2 separate regions of the Hordeum vulgare genome follow, and region 2 is linked to region 1. Evidence: chromatin contacts called from public Hi-C data. All regions are on one chromosome and are shown on one strand. Each heading gives the region's core, a stretch centred on a gene start, on an enhancer-like site or on the middle of the called end of the contact. The rest is flanking DNA. Distances are from core to core; before and after follow the strand shown. Region 1 holds the start of LOC123452579 (peroxisomal (S)-2-hydroxy-acid oxidase GLO1). Region 2 holds the start of LOC123398705 (dehydrin Rab15-like).

Region 1 (5,724 bases), core at 70-2,569:
TAAGTGTTTCTCTCTCTCTCCCTCCCTCTCTCTCTCTCTCTCCCTCCACATATTTTGAACTATTTACAATAATTTGTGCAAGCATGGAATGGTTTGTACAGTTTAATAAATCTGTACAGTTCCTCAAAAGTGTCCAATAAAACAACCCAGAGCAATTTATAATTGCAAGGCCAGTATAATACTTATGATCAGGTTAAATCTGATGACCACTATTTACATCATCACTGCGCTAAATGTTTATGATAATCTGGTTTGGAACTGAAAAGTGCGAGAACTCGTTCGACCCACACACTCGTTCGACCCACACATGCACGTCTACCTAGTACTTTCTCCGTCTCAAAATAAAAATCTCAACTTTGTACGTACTAAGTTTAAGACACTTATTTTGAAACGGAAGGTGTATGTCATACAATTGTTAAACCAAATTAAAATGGACAGAATAAATATAAATTGCTTACAGGATCCTGGAGAATGCCTCCCTGTTCTCCTTGAGGGTCCACTCATCCTCCGCCCCGGATGCATAGTAGTCGTAGGCCATCTTGGGAAGCTTCTGCTTCGCGATGGCCTGGTACTCCGATACATTGGTGATCGTCTCCCCCATGTTTGCCTCGCTAGCAGCGCCGAGCCCCTCACCACTCTGCAACCAAGAACACAACAGGACGAGCGTGTTAGACAGTAGAGCTAGATCTTCCCCCAAAGCGGCCGTCGTTTACATGCAAAAAACTTTGGAAGATGCAAGTGTGGACGTCCTTTCCTTTAAAGCAACAAGCCAATCGAGCTACTCCAGAAAAAACACTAGTATGATGGCACGTTCCACGGCTAGAGAAACAAAAAAGGACACCTTTCTTGCAGAGTGCATGCAGATGCCCATTTTGTTTCTGCATAAAAGATATAAATACTGCTCTTTCAGCAGAAAGCAAAACCGAGGAAGAATTTCCTAGTAGGAGAAAACAGCGAAACAGACAAACGCGCAATTCATTTCGGCAGAAATGATAAAGGAACATGGTGAAGCTAGCAATGGAACTTTGGAACATCGGCAAGCGCAAAGTTGAGAACAAAGAAACAAACAACAAAGCAATCGGAAACAAAGACAGCTGCAAAAACAATACCCGATCGAGAAGAACACGGACGGAGCTGGATCGGGAAGAAACCGGGGCACATGATGAAGCAATTGAATGAAGAACATGGATTGAATGGCTGGCATCTTTACCTTAGAGGAGGACGCAGGCGCCAGGCGAGGTGGGAAGACGAACGGGAGGGAGTGGTGGGGAGTGCAAGTGATATATAGTAGCCAGGAGATAGCAGATAGGGGGGAGGCTTCAGCTGCGCATGGAGACAAAGATTGCAGGGAGACGTGGAGATTGTTGAGGGGGAAAGGAAGTGGGGGAGGTTACGGATGAGCTATTGGAGGTTGGGATGAAGGGTGCCTCCTCCTACACTGCTTCCTCATCCACTTGACATCATCATCATCACCACCCAAGCCAACGGAGAAGCACAATAAAACATACCCGTTTCTCTCCCTTTTTTTCGTTTTCTTTTGGTGTTCAGTCGCAGCAGCGGATTATCTCCTCCCGGGCTTTTGTCGCGGAAAATTGTAAGAGATGTCGTGGCGACTGAGTTATCTTCGGTGAGCCCGGGTGATCCTTGCCCTTCGGTGGTTAAAAACTTCATTCACACAATACAAGCAGGGTAATTGTGTTTTCAGAAAGTTCATAGTGCTATATCTCATTGAGATTGTGTTTTGGCATGTTTGGTTTGGCTGCTCCATCTTGGTCAGAGACACTGTTGCAACTAGGCAACCTGCATCTTGACAAGAGGATGCCACACAAATATGGGTCAGAGACACAGGATATTACTAACATGGACATAAAGAAGTTAGACTTTATTACAGCAGTTTCCCATGTCAACCAATTTTCAAAAGACAAAGAGCCCAGAGCTATGGTACAAAGCATGCTCGGCATAAACGGCAGTGAGGCACCCTTGTGGTACCCACGGAGGATCAGAAACAACACGCTTCGGCTTCAGAGCTCAGGGCGCATTTCAACTTCACACCAGTTTCAGGCACCACACAACTAACATTTACGAGTAGCAGCACTACCCTCTGTAAGAGCTGAAGAATTTTATCAGCCCCAGCAACTGTTCCAAAGGGAAGGGATATTGTTGCTTAATCATGATCATTCGGCCTTTTGGCGAAAACAACTGTTATAACAATTCCATGCTGCTATCACGAGGAGCACCAGCAAACTCCTGTACTAAAATAAAAAGATAAAAAATTATCATTAGAAAAAATATAATGGAAACCAGTAATATTGTGCACCCCTTCTCCGGACAATGTATTGGGGTAATATTTACTCTATTATCAGGAAAGCCATACTTTACAAGCTCACATTTCTCACAGCAGCAAACTCTTCGGAACAGAAGTGCACATATACTAGGGAAGAAAAGAAATCACAAGAATCAGAGATTACTTGGTTTCCTTGCTCTGGTTCAAATGCCAAAAGCATCCGAACACAAGTCAGTAGATTTCCTTTCTCCCAGTAGCCATAAGCAAACTCATCGTCCTCATCTAACAAAACCTGTCACTGTAACCGCACACCTATAGCACCTCACATTCCCCTAGCATCACCGCTCCATACGTTCTCCCAGGAGTTCTTGTTAGCTTTTGGTGCCTCAACGAACTGCTGGCCTGGCCCCTCAAATGGTGGAGCTTGTGCACCCTGAATTCCGCCCTTCTTTGGTTTGGTTTTGATCCCCAGCAAACGGAATGTGAATCTCGCAAGCTCACCATAAAGCATTCCAGACTTATCACAGAGCTGTGGCAATAATATCATTGGATCAGAATTCAGAAGAACTTAAGAAGCATGCTTGAAAAGAGTTAAAAACGAAAGGCACGCGTCAAATGATACCTGCAAAAGAGCTGTGATGAACATGTGGAATGCCTGAGTGTTTTGGCTGATAAGGAATGCAACTCGCCCAGAGAAATTCACAATCCCATGCATCTGCAATCAGTGAGAAACAGAGTAAATAAAATGTTGTTTGTCCCCATTTAAAACAGAAAAGTATTAATTAATTTTCTGAATGCACATGATACAAGGAAGAAACTGTGCGCTCGATAATAGCCACGCCATAGATTTAGATCATCGATTTGTAGCCAAACCTGAAACCTGTTCCGCTAACTAATTTTTATACATAAAGAAGGTATGCACTTCATCACGATAATCAAAACAAGGCAGCTCAAACAGGCTAAACAAGTAAACTTAGATCCACAAAAGATTAAACACAGAAATCACCATATGAAGGACATAGTTGTACAAAGCTGAATCATGTCAACTGTATGGAGGATACAAATCAATATCTAATTCAACATTCAGTAGGTAGAAATGGCATTACCACTCGTAGGAAGGACACCCAGAAACCTGGGGGTGGTGCTGGAGGGCCAAATGAATTAGGACCCTGATTGTATGGAGCCATGCCCATACCACCGTATGGATTTCCCATCCCGTTATTATACATTGACCCACCATACATTCCAGAGCCCCCGTACGAACCGCCGTAACCACCTCCATACCCTGAATACATGTTATTATTTCCGTATAGCCCGCCGTTACTATAAGCCCCACCAAATCCACCATATGAATTATAGGTACTGGCACCATAACCTGCATTTTGATTGAAAAGTTATCATTTCAAGGCACAAAGAGCATGTAATTGCTGGAACGCTGCACAAATTATTGATTACCCCCATAAGTGTTTCCGTATCCTTGCTGCTGCCAGGGACGCGGGGGCACAGGCCCTGCAACTGTATTGTTCACGTTGAAAGCAGCATTGCTCTGTGCAGCAGAAACAACTTCCCCAGGTTTTGCTGTCCCAGAGGCCTCAACAACGTCGCTTGTGCTGCCTCCAGATGGGGGCTTGAAAGGGGCTGGGCCAGATGAAGTGCCAACACGTTCCCATGGCTTTGGTGGTGGGTTATTACCTGCAAATCACATGCAAGACTGAATGAAGGGATTGTTCTAACTATGAAGAGCCATGATTTTATTTGCACAATGTAAAGCAATCTGAGCTGGCACATTCGTGACTAATGAAATGAAGAAATTGCTCTAAGCCTATAACTATGAGGAACCATGCTTTTACTTCCACACTGGACAGCAATCTTAGTTCGATGTTTGCGGGCAGAGCGCTATACTAGAAGGCAGATATTGCAGCCAGCCATGAAAACGTTTAGGAACTAGTATCAGTTAACCTGCAAGAAATGTGCAGGAACGAAACCATCTAAAACACCTGTACCTTTTTTTTGGAATAAGAACAGGGGCTAATTAAGCTAAACACATGTATGAAGGTTTGGCATAAGACCTCACATGACAAATACGCAAGAAGTCAAGAGCCATCTCAACTTCAACCCCAAACTATATACCTTCCTGAAGCACAATTATATGTTATCGCTCCTGAATTTGCAGCACTTCCTGAAAGATGTTCCTGAACATCGCCACCCACCCACCTACCCTACCTAATCGATCGGATACTTCCCTTCCCACGCCCAACCCGATCCATCGCGAACCAAACGACGGCCGAAGACCAACCGCGAGCACCAAAATCGCACCCAACACGATCGATCCCTCCCTTCCTCTCGCGGTGGCCTGATCGGGCCAACCATCAGAAAAGTAATCTCAGGAGGGGGAGGGTGGGGCGCAAGACGCGCGGGGCGGGGAGGCGACGAACCTGCCATGGCGCGCGCTGCGGTGCGGATAGGCCTGCGCCCCTTCTTGCCGGCAAAATCGCGGGATCCGGTAGGCGGTGGTCGGCCGCGCCGAGGACTCTCTCGCTCGTTCCGCCGTCGCCGGAGAAAACAAAGTCTGCCCTCGGGTCAGGACGGAACGTATACCGTTCTGGTTCCGGTTCTGGGCTTTTTACGCGTACGCGTTGGAGACACGTGCGGTCGAATGCGGCGGCGTTCAGACTTGACCGTTTAACTTGCTTGTGGGCCTCCGTCGAGACCATTGCGAGACCTTTTCTCCTCTATCGGTTCAGAGACACGTTCCGTATGATCATCGAAGTTGTAAAATTTCGACGATTATATGAGTCTTTTTTTATGAAAAAGGTGATTGTACGAGTTTGATCATCTTTATTGTTAGAATAGACACGGTAAACGAGGTCCGACCTGTAAATTTTTGCGATGACCCGTAAAGACCCTGCGGGCACTATATATGCGGATTAGGCTGCTGGAGACGGGTCCAAACCTTATCCTTCCGACGTAATGAAAAAATCCCCACCCGTCACCACCAGCGCCTTAGATTCGCTGCTCGCGCCTTCAATCCACCGCCTAGCTGCTCCAATCCACCGTCCAAGATGGCCAACTCCGATGGACGTGGCAACGACGACCCCGAGAGGGCACGTCGCGTGGAAGCGCGCCGCCCTGCGGTACATACACTAGAGCGTGTTGCTCCTCCGCCGCGAGATATAGGAGTACGACCGTGCGTGCGGTCGCCTCTTCTTCGGTAGCTCCTCCGAGGCGTCGAGCTCGACGCTTGCACTCCTCGCTCCCCCCGGTGAAGAGAGATCTAGAGGGGCTCCCGTCGGTGAAAATGGAGCCGGAGGCCGAGGCGAGGCCGGAGCGACGTGTCGGGGGCGTCGTCGGACCGGAAAACTTCCTCCCCCCAGCGAAGGCGGACATCCTTTTGCCTGCGCTGCTAGCGCGTAGTGCGCGGGAGGCGGAAGAGGACCGGC
Region 2 (5,850 bases), core at 1,417-3,916, 160 kb before region 1:
GGTCAAATCCATCATGGCCACGAGGTGTTGCATCATGGAAGACGACTCCCGGGTTGACGTACCATCGCAACACGTGGACACTACCACAAACGTCTTGCTGCCTCACAGGAGTTCGTCCATGAACGACGACAACGACGGAGCTTGAGCCCAATTCCATGGCAGCAAGTAATTAATCTTGAATGTGACTCATGGTTGAAGCAAATCTCGGGCCCCGTGATAGATGGGGGAGCCCCACCTCGAGCTCTCCTGGTCGCTGGCAGCAAAAAATCGATGGGGTCGATCACCGACGCCGTTGATCGGGGACGGGCCGACGCGGGGGTATTTTCCTTGTCGTGCTTGGGGGGTGAGGTTGCAACATACTCCCTCCGTTCCTAAATATAAGACCTTTTAGAGATTCCACTAGTAGACTATATATGGAGCAAAATGTGTGAATCTACACTCTAAAATATGTCTATGTACATCCGTATGTGGTTTATAGTGTAATCTCTAAAAGGTCTTATATTTAGGAACGGAGGGAGTAGATAATAGATTTTTGCTACAACGGTTTGTTTGAGTGGGGCGCTCAGGTGTAACGGCGATGGATCACTGCATCGGACAGCCTGGACGCGCAGGTGTAACGACGATGGATCACTGCATCGGACAGCCTGGACGTGACCGACTCATTCGTTATGCCGGTCCGCCGGCGCAGATCGTTGCCTTATTGTTGATGAATTTAGAGGGATGGGCTCCTCTTTTTTGTGATAAGACGGACTTCCATATGCCAAACGAATGTCAGATTTTTAGGGGCTTCAACGCCCTCGTTGCAATCGGACTGAGATCAAGCACATGGCAATTTATAAGAAGTTACTATACGCGGCAGGGCATTTTTTTTCTCTACTTTCGCATCTGTACACGGCAAATCCTTTACAAATGCATGACAATTTCAGTTGTTTTGGCATACAATTCTTGGCTTCATCGGAAAAACTCTTCCTATCGAACATCAATCTATAAATGTTATTACCGTAATAGAAAAATTGTCTTTCATTTCATTTTCTACTCTTGTCGATCATATTTTTTGTAACAAGCATTTTTTATTCGTCACTTGCGTCTCATCATAGTAATCTGTTTGGATACTCTAACCTGGTTAGAGTTATAATTAGATTCTAACCCTTGAACTAACCTGAACTAACTCTAACTCTAAATGTGTTTGGATGGGAGGGTTAGATGGACAATAAATGCTCTTTCTCAATCATTTGATTATTTTGGACCTCTCTCTTTCCCTGGACCCCACCTATTTTAACCCAAAAAAGCACCTCTTGGATGGGTTAGAGTTTTTGAATGAGTTAGATGCATCTAACCAACTTTAACCCACCTGTTTGGATCTTTAAGGGTTAGATGATTCAAATCTAACTCACTCTAACTCTAACCAGGGCCAGTCCTGAAATTTCGAAGGTCCGGGGCAAAAGTTGAACCCGAGGGCCCTTAATGTATCCATCAAAATAATAATTAACATATATGATATAAAATGATATCAAACAGAAAGTGTGAACAAAAGCCATGTTATGCTAAAATAACTATATCCAAAATCACTGGTGAAAAAAACCTTAACCAAATGTTTCATTCACCATCAATAAACAAATAAACTACCCCTCTCACATAGGTTACTAAGGAAGTATTTGACTGCTAAATAAAATAAATAACTGTACCAAACATCTAAAATGAAAGCAAGGTGATTACCTTTTGGTTTGGGAGGATGAAAAACAAGAGACTACATAAAGGACTCTTGTTGTCAGAAAAATAAATACTCTAGTACTCCCTCCATCCCAAATTATTTGTTGGGAAAATGGATCGAAATTGATGTATCGAGAACTAAAAATACATCTAGATACATTCATTTCTAATTACAAGTAATTTAAAACAGAGTGAGTATTTAATTCGTTTCTGCATAGCATCTTTACCTAATTTGTAATGTGTATTTTTACTCTAAACAATAGCTCTGTGCTTGTCATCTGGCCCACCCAATTCATCCAGTGGAAACATCAGGTAAAATACCCTTTCACGTCATGTATCAAAGGAAAAGGCCTACGACCCATGTGAGTATGAAACTATCGTTCAGTTATTTACTTTTTTTATGCGCCCTCGCTCAGCTCTCATGGCGCTGTCGCTGAAGCCGCCGGCAAAAAAGGATCACCTCCTCCTCCGCCACTAGTAAGCAAGGCATACTGGGCTGGGGCCCCTCTCGTTGGGTGGCCCGGGGCGGCCGCCCCGCTCGCCCTGCCCCATGACCGGGCCTGACTCTAACCCTAGGATCCAAACACGACAGATGAAGTCACGAAACAAGGTGCACTGCCCTATAATTTGTTCATCTTACTCACCGTCACCGTGCTGTACTAAACTGTAGTACTACTGTAACATCAAAAATAGAACGCCGAGCTAATCTGTCAAGTCACCCTTCCAGAACAGCCGAACGCGTACGTGTCAGTGTCGCCACCGACACGTTCAGGACCGCGGCGCGTGCACGCGTCCCGGCTATCCGTGCGCCCACGCCGACCACTTGCGCCGCCGGACTCACCACGAAAGCACACGTACCCCCCCTGCAGTAGCCACCTGGCCTGCCACATCCCGTTACAACCCGGCCTGTCGCCACGGTATAAATATCCACCCGGCGTCACTCTTCGCTGCACAACACGACCCACGAGCTGTCTGTCTGTCTGTCTGTCATCCGAAGTCCAAAGCTAGCTGAAGGCACAACACTTCAACTCGCAGTCCGGTTCAGGGAGAAGAGTCCATCATCCAAGGTAGTAGTAGCAGGCAAGATGGAGTTCCAAGGGCAGCACGACAACCCCGCCAACCGCGTCGACGAGTACGGCAACCCGTTCCCGCTGGCCGGCGGCATGGGGGGAGCGCACGCCGCTCCCGGCACCGGCGGGCAGTTCCAGGCCCGCAGGGAGGAGCACAAGACCCGTGGGATACTGCATCGCTCCGGCAGCTCCAGCTCCAGCTCGGTATGATGCTCTGTCGACACACACATGTACGCATTCACGTGCTTCTGTATGTTTAGATGCTGATTTCCGTGCCTGTATGCGTGTGTGTGTGTGTGCAGTCCTCCGAGGACGACGGCATGGGCGGGAGGAGGAAGAAGGGCATGAAGGAGAAGATCAAGGAGAAGCTCCCCGGCGGCCACAAGGACAACCAGCAGCACATGGCGACGGGGACTGGAACCGGAGGAGCATACGGGCCGGGAACTGGAACTGGTGGAGCCTACGGGCAGCAAGGGCACGCAGGAATGGCCGGCACCGGCGAGAAGAAGGGGATCATGGACAAGATCAAGGAGAAGCTGCCGGGACAGCACTGAGCCGCCGGCTCCGGCTGGCTGCTTTCTTTGCATAGCTACGCGTCGAAGCCTTCCAGTTCCACGTGATCTTCATTCAATAATAAGATGAAGCTGAACGAAACGTTGCCTCTGATTTCATCTGTGTCGGGGACACTTTTCTGTATACAGCGTGCGTTGTGTTTATGTTTGTGTGTTCTTGTGTCTTCTTGCTGAAAAAAAATTCAGAATACAAGTGAACTTGTTTCGGTTCGTTCTTTCTTTCTTTCTTTTTTTTTGCGAATCAACTGAACTTGTTTCTCTGACAAAGGAAATCAGGCCCTTATGTCTGTCCAACGAAGGACCAATGTCATTTTTACCCTTGCACCCAGAACGTATGTTCTACTCCCTCCGTTACTAAATATAAGTCTATATGTTCTAGTATGTTGTACACAAAGTAGAAAGCATGCTGGTGCAAAACGAAAAGAGCAACAGTTACATCTTCTAAAAAAAAAGCATGCTGGTGCAAAACGAAAAGAGCAACAGTTACATCTTCTAAAAAAAATTGCGGAAACATCGACTATAGCTAGCATTTGGTTTACCCCAATTATCATGACTATGTTAATATCTATGACGCTTTTGGATTGTCTCATGTCAAAATAAATGGTCATATACTCGATAAGACATCTCCTTAGCTTAAAATGAAGAAAATAGAGCCAACATAAATTCATTGTCAAAAATAAATCCACAGTGTTCACCTTTTGAACAAACTAATTAGCTAGTACTCTTTTTAACAAATCCTAGGTCGCGACAAATGACGCACTGTATGCGTGTCACTTGTCGTAATCTGTGAGTTTTTTTTTTTCGTCGATTTATTTTTTGAAATATTTTATTTCTTAAATTGTGCATTCAAATCTTGAACCGTTTTTACAATTTGATTTTTTGCGTTGAGATCTTCAAAAATAGATGTCATGTTGATAGGTTTTAAAGAATTTTTTAAAAAAAAACCGGATAAAAAAACCATGCCACCCGAGATAGAAAAATAAAAGCATATTTTTTTAATTGTGGCTCTCACGTAAGACAAAATCGTGCCTTTCATGAAAGCAAAATCGTGTCTCTCGAAGAAACGCATTTTTCTCTTTCTAAAAGGCACGGGCATGCGTGTCACAAAAACAAAACTGTGCATCTCGCGGAAGCAAAATCATACCTCTTGCAAAAAAATAGAAAACACATTTTTTTCTTTCTAAGAAGCACAACCGTACCTTTCGTGATAGCAAAATCATGCCTCTCATAAAAGCAAAATCATGTCTATTACAAAAATAACAGAAAATACTTTTTTTCTTTTCGAGAGACACGACCGGGCCTCTCACGAAAGCAAAACCTGTCTCTCGCGAAAGCAAACCGTGCCTCTCGCCAAAAAAAACAGAAATACGTTTTTTTGTTTCCGAAAGGCACGGCGGAGGCAAAAACATGCCTCTCGCAAAAGCAAAATCATATTTCTCGTAAAAAAACATGTTTTCGCAAAAAATAATTAATTTTTTCGTCAAAAAACGAAGAACGGCCGGTGAAAAACAGAAACACCAGAAAAAACAATTTAGAAAGTAAAAAACACGTACGAAAAAATAATAAAACGAAAATCCAAGAAAACGCTTAGAATATGACACGTGGCGATGGCGGAGAACGCGTCAAATGACAGCGCGCGAGAATGCTCTTTGAAAAGCTGCGGAAAAAGCGTTCGCTAATTGATGACTTCCAATGAAAACGCGAAGGGTGATTAAGTCCGGAAACCCTTAGTCGACATATTCAGAACCGATTAAGAAACTTGGTGCCTGCATGCTTTTTTTCTAGGCTATTTTCAAGCTCATAAACACGTAGCGTACCCAAATACCGTATCACAAAAAATCGCTTTTCTGGGCTGTTTTGGAAGCTGGCTCATAAAGACGTTGCGCATCCAAATACTGTATCACAAAAAAACCAGCAAAAATATTATGAGTCACAGGAATTGAACCCACGCCACAGTAATCCAATAATAGTGATTAGATACAACGCGCACGTTTTAAGAACCATTCTGGCCGCACTATCTGAATTAAACCATTTTCACTGATTTTAAGAAAAAAGTTCAATAATTAACCGATCTGACCAGTTGGCTGTTCAAAACATATGTGTATGTTTTTTTTGCAAGATCAGGAACTAAAAAAATCATTCACAAAAAAAGAGTTTGCGGGCTAAAAAAGGCGGACGAAATTTAAAAGAAAAAACTAATAGAAATGGAAAAAGTTCATCATTGTCGAAAAAATTCATCGGTTTTGCAAAAAAAGTTCATCAATTTTGAAAAAAGGTTCATTGATTGGAAAAAGTTCATCATTTCTTAAGAATTTGAAAAAATTCACATTTTTAAAAAAATAACCAACTTAAAAAAATTGATCAAATTTGAAAAAAATTCACCAATTTTAAAAAGTATATCATAAAATCATTGAATTTGATAAAAAAATTCATCAAAAACGGAAAAAATTCATCAATTTTAAAAAATTTGTCATAATTTATCAAAGAAATAATAAGAA

Evidence for each region. A called contact is a pair of places that touch in the nucleus more often than the background predicts.
Region 2: a Hi-C map of seedling shows a contact between it and region 1, with 2.5 times the contacts expected there. The contact joins the promoter of LOC123398705 here to the promoter of LOC123452579 in region 1. A contact is called at or near these places in 3 of 6 Hi-C or Micro-C datasets (leaf and seedling) and 1 of 1 datasets of contacts at active chromatin or transcription factors (embryo).

Annotation. Positions count from the first base shown.
Region 1 is chr5H:541,773,982-541,779,705 of MorexV3_pseudomolecules_assembly, reverse strand. It overlaps LOC123452579 (peroxisomal (S)-2-hydroxy-acid oxidase GLO1), which reads right to left and starts at 1,319. Exons shown (of 9, transcript XM_045129255.1): 1 at 1,211-1,319; 2 at 459-637. The coding sequence starts at 601. LOC123452580 (peroxisomal membrane protein 13-like) reads right to left here and starts at 4,892. Exons shown (of 5, transcript XM_045129256.1): 1 at 4,720-4,892; 2 at 3,740-3,976; 3 at 3,391-3,659; 4 at 2,907-2,999; 5 at 2,337-2,813. The coding sequence starts at 4,726. The coding sequence ends at 2,607.
Region 2 is chr5H:541,934,023-541,939,872 of MorexV3_pseudomolecules_assembly, reverse strand. LOC123398705 (dehydrin Rab15-like) reads left to right here and starts at 2,666. Exons shown (of 2, transcript XM_045093152.1): 1 at 2,666-2,984; 2 at 3,083-3,562. The coding sequence starts at 2,796. The coding sequence ends at 3,334.